Regions from separate parts of the Sus scrofa genome. Here region 2 is linked to region 1. Evidence: chromatin contacts called from public Hi-C data. All regions are on one chromosome and are shown on one strand. Each heading gives the region's core, a stretch centred on a gene start, on an enhancer-like site or on the middle of the called end of the contact. The rest is flanking DNA. Distances are from core to core; before and after follow the strand shown. Region 1 holds the start of RABEP1 (rab GTPase-binding effector protein 1). Region 2 holds the start of ARRB2 (beta-arrestin-2).

Region 1 (2,700 bases), core at 191-2,690:
GATCTAGCATTGCAGAAACCTGCGGTTGCGGCTTGGATCTGGTGGTGCAGTGGCTGTGGCATAGGCCTGCAGCTGTAGCTCTGATTTGACCCCTAGCCTGGGAACTTCCATATGCTGCAGGTGTGGCCATTAAAAAAAAAAAAAAAAAAAGCAATCATGGCAATGATAGAAACGCTGACTAAGGCAACAGAAGATGATTTCTGGGCAGAAGTGAAAGACCTCTGGGGAAGTGGAGGCCATAAATTTCTTTTGGGGCTCTTTTCCAAAATGCATGATTTTCCCCACTAGCTGTCAGCAGCCTGGGCAAAGAAACCGAACATTTTAACTGATCCGGATTAATAAATTTCCCGCGCACTTGCAGACAGTAGAGCAAAAGGGTTAAGGATATTGGTGTGAGAATGGCCACAATGATGGACCTTATAGTCTAGGGCCTCATCCCAGTGAACGCAAGTGAAAGCTTTTTTTCCTTTTCTGATAGGTTGTGTACTGGATATATATGTAATATTACTTTCTGTGATCAGTCACTCTCTTCTCTATTCCACAGGGATTATGGGGAGGCAAACACAGAAGCCTCCTCCCACAAAGGGCGAAGATGGGTAACCCAGATTTGGTTAATGCTACTATCCTTTTACCCTGAATACCATGATTGGTCCAGGGGTGAGCACCAGACCTAAACAAGGCCAATCGCAGGCCTTCCCTGATATTTGGGGTGGGCGGCCGAATTTGCGGCGGCTTTAGATAGGATAGAATGCCTCTTCCACGTAGTCACCTTTGAACCGAGACCTGAATAACAAAGTTTGCGGTGCACAGGAGTGGCAGAGGAAGTAACAAGTACGAAGGTTCAAAATTCAAGAAATACGGAGACTAGAATGGAAGGCCGTTCCCAGTGCCTAAACTCTTAATTTCTGCTCAACCTTCAGATATCAGCCCAAACTTCACTCCCTCCAGAAAGTCCTGCCCGACCTCAAGAGCGGGTCTCCCTTCGCCCCCAGTAGATGACGGGCCTGTCCTAGGACGTAGGGATCTGTTTATCAGGCTCTTGGTGCGCAGGGAAGGGAGTGACGAAATAAGGGCTACAGGTGGTGGTTTAGGGGGTGTCGCGCGATCTCTGCCCGGCGGGCGAGAAAGCGAAGCCCACCTCCAGTTTCTCAAGCTCAGATCAATGCTTCGGGGAGCGATAGCAGCGCGCAGAGGGGCCAGTCTTAGGACGGAAGTGCATCCCTGGAGCCGTTCTAGGAAACTCGGAGGACCTAGCTCGTCAGTGATCCTGGGGCTAACTGGTCATCGCCCAGCACACACGGCCACTCCAGGGAGCTGGTGTGGCAGGCAGCGGCGAAACGGGGCTTGAGTGAGGGCGAGAACCGGCGCAAAAGAAGCCTGGAAAAGGGCGAGGAGGAGCGGGCGTGCCGACCACCTGTTCCTCCCTGGAGTGCGGCGCGCGCTGATTGGCTGGAATGTCGCCCGGGGACCGGAAGTGGCCGATGCCCGTCGCCCGTGAAACCAAGACAACAGCTGTGGTTCTGCGCCGGCGGGCAGAGCGGCGCGGGGAGCCCGAGCGGAGCGAGCGTGGGGCCGTAGCTGTCTGCGGTGAGACCTCATTCCGTCCCTACAGGGGCCGGAGGGCACTGGGCTCCCGACCCCCCTGGCCCGCGCGCCGCGTGAAAACCCTACGTTTAGGCCGGTGTCAGACCCGGTTCGCTCTCTGACCTTGGACTTTATGGTCCCCCCTCCCCCTCCCCTCCATTTCCCCACCTGCAGACGCCCTGGGCAGGGCCCGGGCCCGTCCCCGCCCTGGTTCCCTGCCTGTCAGCCGCGGACGCGGGAGCAGCAGGGACACCCCCTTCCTCGGTCCCGACGTGGGGGGCCGTGGGAGCTGTGGTTTCTTCACAGTCCATTCCCAAGTAAACTTCAGCGACGAAATGGCGGGCGGTGTCAAAAACTTCAGGCCTCTTGGTAGACTGTGGCCAAGGCAGGCATGCGGGATATTGGCCTATGAGGGTTTAGCTGTAGAAAGGAGACAGGTTTGAGCGTAGAGTTAATAGAGCCTTCTTGATTGTGGGAACCAGGAGAGGAGGACAGACGAAAGGAGGGTACTGGTGCTTTAATTAAATGTCATCCAGATTGGGAGCAGGAACTTATTTCTACAGATAGTTATTGACATCAGCTGTGTCAGATCCTGTTCTAGGCTCTTTAGATACAAAAATGAATGAAATATCCAGTTAGTCCTCAAGGATGTCACAGATTTATGTAGATAAGACATTTACACCAACTTATTTAACAGTTATTTACCAGGTATCCAAAATGTGCTAGGCACTGGGATTCTATCAAGGTGAATAGACCACCATCTTTACTCAAGGTCTAAAGAAGGAGAAGCAGAGATGAAAATAGGCTAACAGTACATTGAAGTAACTACTGCAAATTGGACTCTTGGGGACAGGGAAGGAGAATGGAAGACACTTCATGTTTGAGCTGAGTCTTGTAGATGTTTGTTAAGTGCACAAGGTGGGCAATAGTATTGCAGGAACCTGTTCTCAAAGGCAAAGAAGCTTTAAAGAGTAAGATGTGTTTGGGAGTTCCCTGGTGGCTCAGCAGGTTAAGGATCCCGTGTTGGCACTGCTGGGGCTTGGGTCCCTGATGTGGTGCAGTTTCCATCCCTGACCCTGGGAACTTCTGCATGCTGCAGGTGCAGTCAGAAAAAAA
Region 2 (2,700 bases), core at 60-2,559, 310 kb before region 1:
TGCCGTGAGCTGTGGTGTAGGTTGCAGACGCGGCTCGGATCCCGCGTTGCTGTGGCTCTGGCGTAGGCCGGTGGCTGCAGCTCCGATTCAACCCCTAGCCTGGGAACCTCCATATGCCGCAGGAGCGGCCCAAGAAATAGCAACAACAACAACAACAAAAAGACAAAAGACAAAAAAAAAAAAAAAAAAAAACAAAACCCACTACTGGATCGACCGCCCTCCTCCAGGAGAGGCGCCCCCCCATTGCCTGCTCTACAAAACCCTTCACACTCTGTTCCACTCATCCAACCCAGTCTTATCACCCCTGCCCTCTCACCCTACAAAAACCTCAAAACAGGATGTGCCTCGCCTTTCTCTCTCTTCAGAATACCCTTTCTCAATTTCCGCCCACCCTTCAGGAAGATTATCCTCAAATGCCCCCTCCTCTGGACAGCCTGCCCTCCCTCCATTCCTCCCCCAGGAAAGGGCTGAGAGTCGCTTTGTCTTCTGAGTCATATCTCTAGTAAAGCATTCCTGGGATCATAGTACCTGTTTATGTGTCTCCTCAACCATACGAGGAAGGCAGGGGCCATGTTAATTCATTTCTGGGTCCCCATCGCCTAGCTTAGTGATTAGCGCAAAATGGGCATAGATAGATGAAATAGATGCAAGCGTGCGTGAATGGATGTTCGCTTTGATGAATGGGTGGAAAAAGGTAGGAAAGTAGCCCTGCGAAGATCAAATACCGACACTAGGGGGAGCTGACACATCACGCTAAGGAAACAGGAGGGCGGGCCAAAGAAGGAAACAAGCTCTAGGGTGAGCGGGCGAGCGGCGCGCAATAAGCGAGCATCACGCAACTGGAACCTCTCGCCCACGTGTGGATCCCCTCATCCTCCCTGCCAGACTGCTAGAGCTCATCCACCGCCCCCACCACCCCCTTCGCCTCCGCCGTCGCTGAGAAAGCAAACAAAGGGGCGGGGACCCCTGCAGGGTCCGGAATGGATAAAGCCAATCAGAGGCTCTTATTTCCTGAAGGCGGGCGCCTTCGTTTGAGGGGACCCAATCAGTGCCTAAGCGGGCGCGGAGGGGTGGAGAGATGGGCGGGAAGAGCAGAGTGCAGGGACCGCGCGCGCCGGGGAGGGGGGGTCCCTCGGCCGGGGTGGAGATGGGGGGCGGAGGGCGGCTGGAGGAGCCAATCACAGCGAGTGCCTGTGAGGAGAGGGCGGGCAGTGCCGGGGCGCGCGCGATCCGGGCTGACGCATTTGGCCTAGGCTCCCCAGGATCCGACGGGGGGGGCGGGAAGGAGGGGAGAGGGGAGTGGAGAAAGAGCGGGGGCGCGCGTGCGCAGTGGCGCGGGGAGGAGCAGGGACCTGGCAGCGGGCTCTGAGGCTGCGAGCGAGCCGCGAACCGGGCGGGCGGCGGGCGCGCGCACCATGGGGGAGAAACCGGGGACCAGGTAAGAGAGGTGGGGCTACGCGGCGGGACGTGGGTGGCGGCTCCAGACGGGTACTGGGACGGTTCCCAGACAAGGACACCCGGGAGAAAATTCAGGGGCCGGACGCCTGGGTCCCTAGGGGGCAGCCATCCGGGGCCGCACGCCTAGGTCCTCGAGGATAATGAGGGCAACGCATGCCACAGACCCTGCAAGGGGATCTCTGAGGGGATCGGGAAACCCGTATCTGGGTTCTCGAAGGGATGTGGGGGCTGGACGACTGGCTTCTCCGATGCAGGCAGCGATGCAGGGGCGGAGGAAGGAGCAGGTGGCCGGCCCCAAGGGGACTGGTATGGGCAGGCTGGATGCCAGGAGGGGGATCCCCTTAGACTCGTGCTGAGCCACTGGAGAGCCTCCTGTCCACTACCCTCCAAGCAGTCGGGCTCCCCCAACCTGTCCCAAGGGCCGGGTGGCTCCGCTTACAAACTTCTGCCTTCCCCTGGGTTGCTAGGAGCAACAGCTTCATCTTGGGGCAGCAAAGTGCCTGGCGACCCTCCCCGATCTGAGCCTTACCCCTCTTCCTGGGGGTGAGGGGAGGCAGTGTCTGCCCTGGGCACGCCATCCACTCCCCGGATGTTTTCTGTGCAATCGAGGCTCCTTCCCTCCACTGACACCTCCAGTTCTCTTTTTTGGTCTCTAGCAAAATCCACTTCCTGTTGTGACCCAACACCCCCAAGGGGGCAGGGGGTGAATGCCTGAGTCCCTGGGGAGCAGGAGCAAAAGAGGAAAAAGATTGGGGCTCTTGGCTTCTATTCAGAGAGGAACAGGAATGGTGGCCTGGTTCTGAGCTGTCACTTATTCTGCAAAACACCCTATCAGCCCCACCAATAGAGTAGGAAAACATAGATCTCTGAGCACCAAGTCGACTGATCCTGGAGAGATGATCAGAGGGCCGATTGGCGTCCTGGATTAGGGGTTAAACACAGAGAAAGGGGAAGTTGCTGACTTGAGGGAGGCCCCAGATTTCCGTTATGTGGTTCAGGGAGGGGGAAGGATGGGACCAAAGGGGGACTGCTGACTTGGCACAATTCCTCCCACCCCCATCAAATTCTGGGCCACAGGAAATGGAGAGAATAGTAGGAAGTGTGAGGGGGCATCTGCTTCGGCTCCCCACCACCACCGGGGGGCATCTCTGGTCACCCACACTCTACCTTCTTGGTCAACCTCAGTGTACAAACGCTGTTCTTCCTCAGCGTGGCAGGAGGCTGGCTGGGTTCGGCTCCAAA

What was found. Hi-C and Micro-C count contacts between places; a contact is called where the count stands out from the background.
Region 2: a contact with region 1 is called in a Hi-C map of subcutaneous adipose tissue, with 1.9 times the contacts expected there. The contact joins the promoter of ARRB2 here to the promoter of RABEP1 in region 1. A contact is called at or near these places in 2 of 5 promoter capture datasets (fetal skeletal muscle and liver), 8 of 47 Hi-C or Micro-C datasets (alveolar macrophages, embryonic fibroblasts, heart right ventricle and 5 more) and 1 of 2 datasets of contacts at active chromatin or transcription factors (alveolar macrophages).

The regions. Positions count from the first base shown.
Region 1 is chr12:51,856,988-51,859,687 of Sscrofa11.1, reverse strand. It overlaps RABEP1 (rab GTPase-binding effector protein 1), which reads left to right and starts at 1,440. Exons shown (of 20, transcript XM_021067732.1): 1 at 1,440-1,587. The coding sequence starts at 1,455.
Region 2 is chr12:52,168,971-52,171,670 of Sscrofa11.1, reverse strand. It overlaps ARRB2 (beta-arrestin-2), which reads left to right and starts at 1,309. Exons shown (of 14, transcript XM_021067791.1): 1 at 1,309-1,438. The coding sequence starts at 1,416.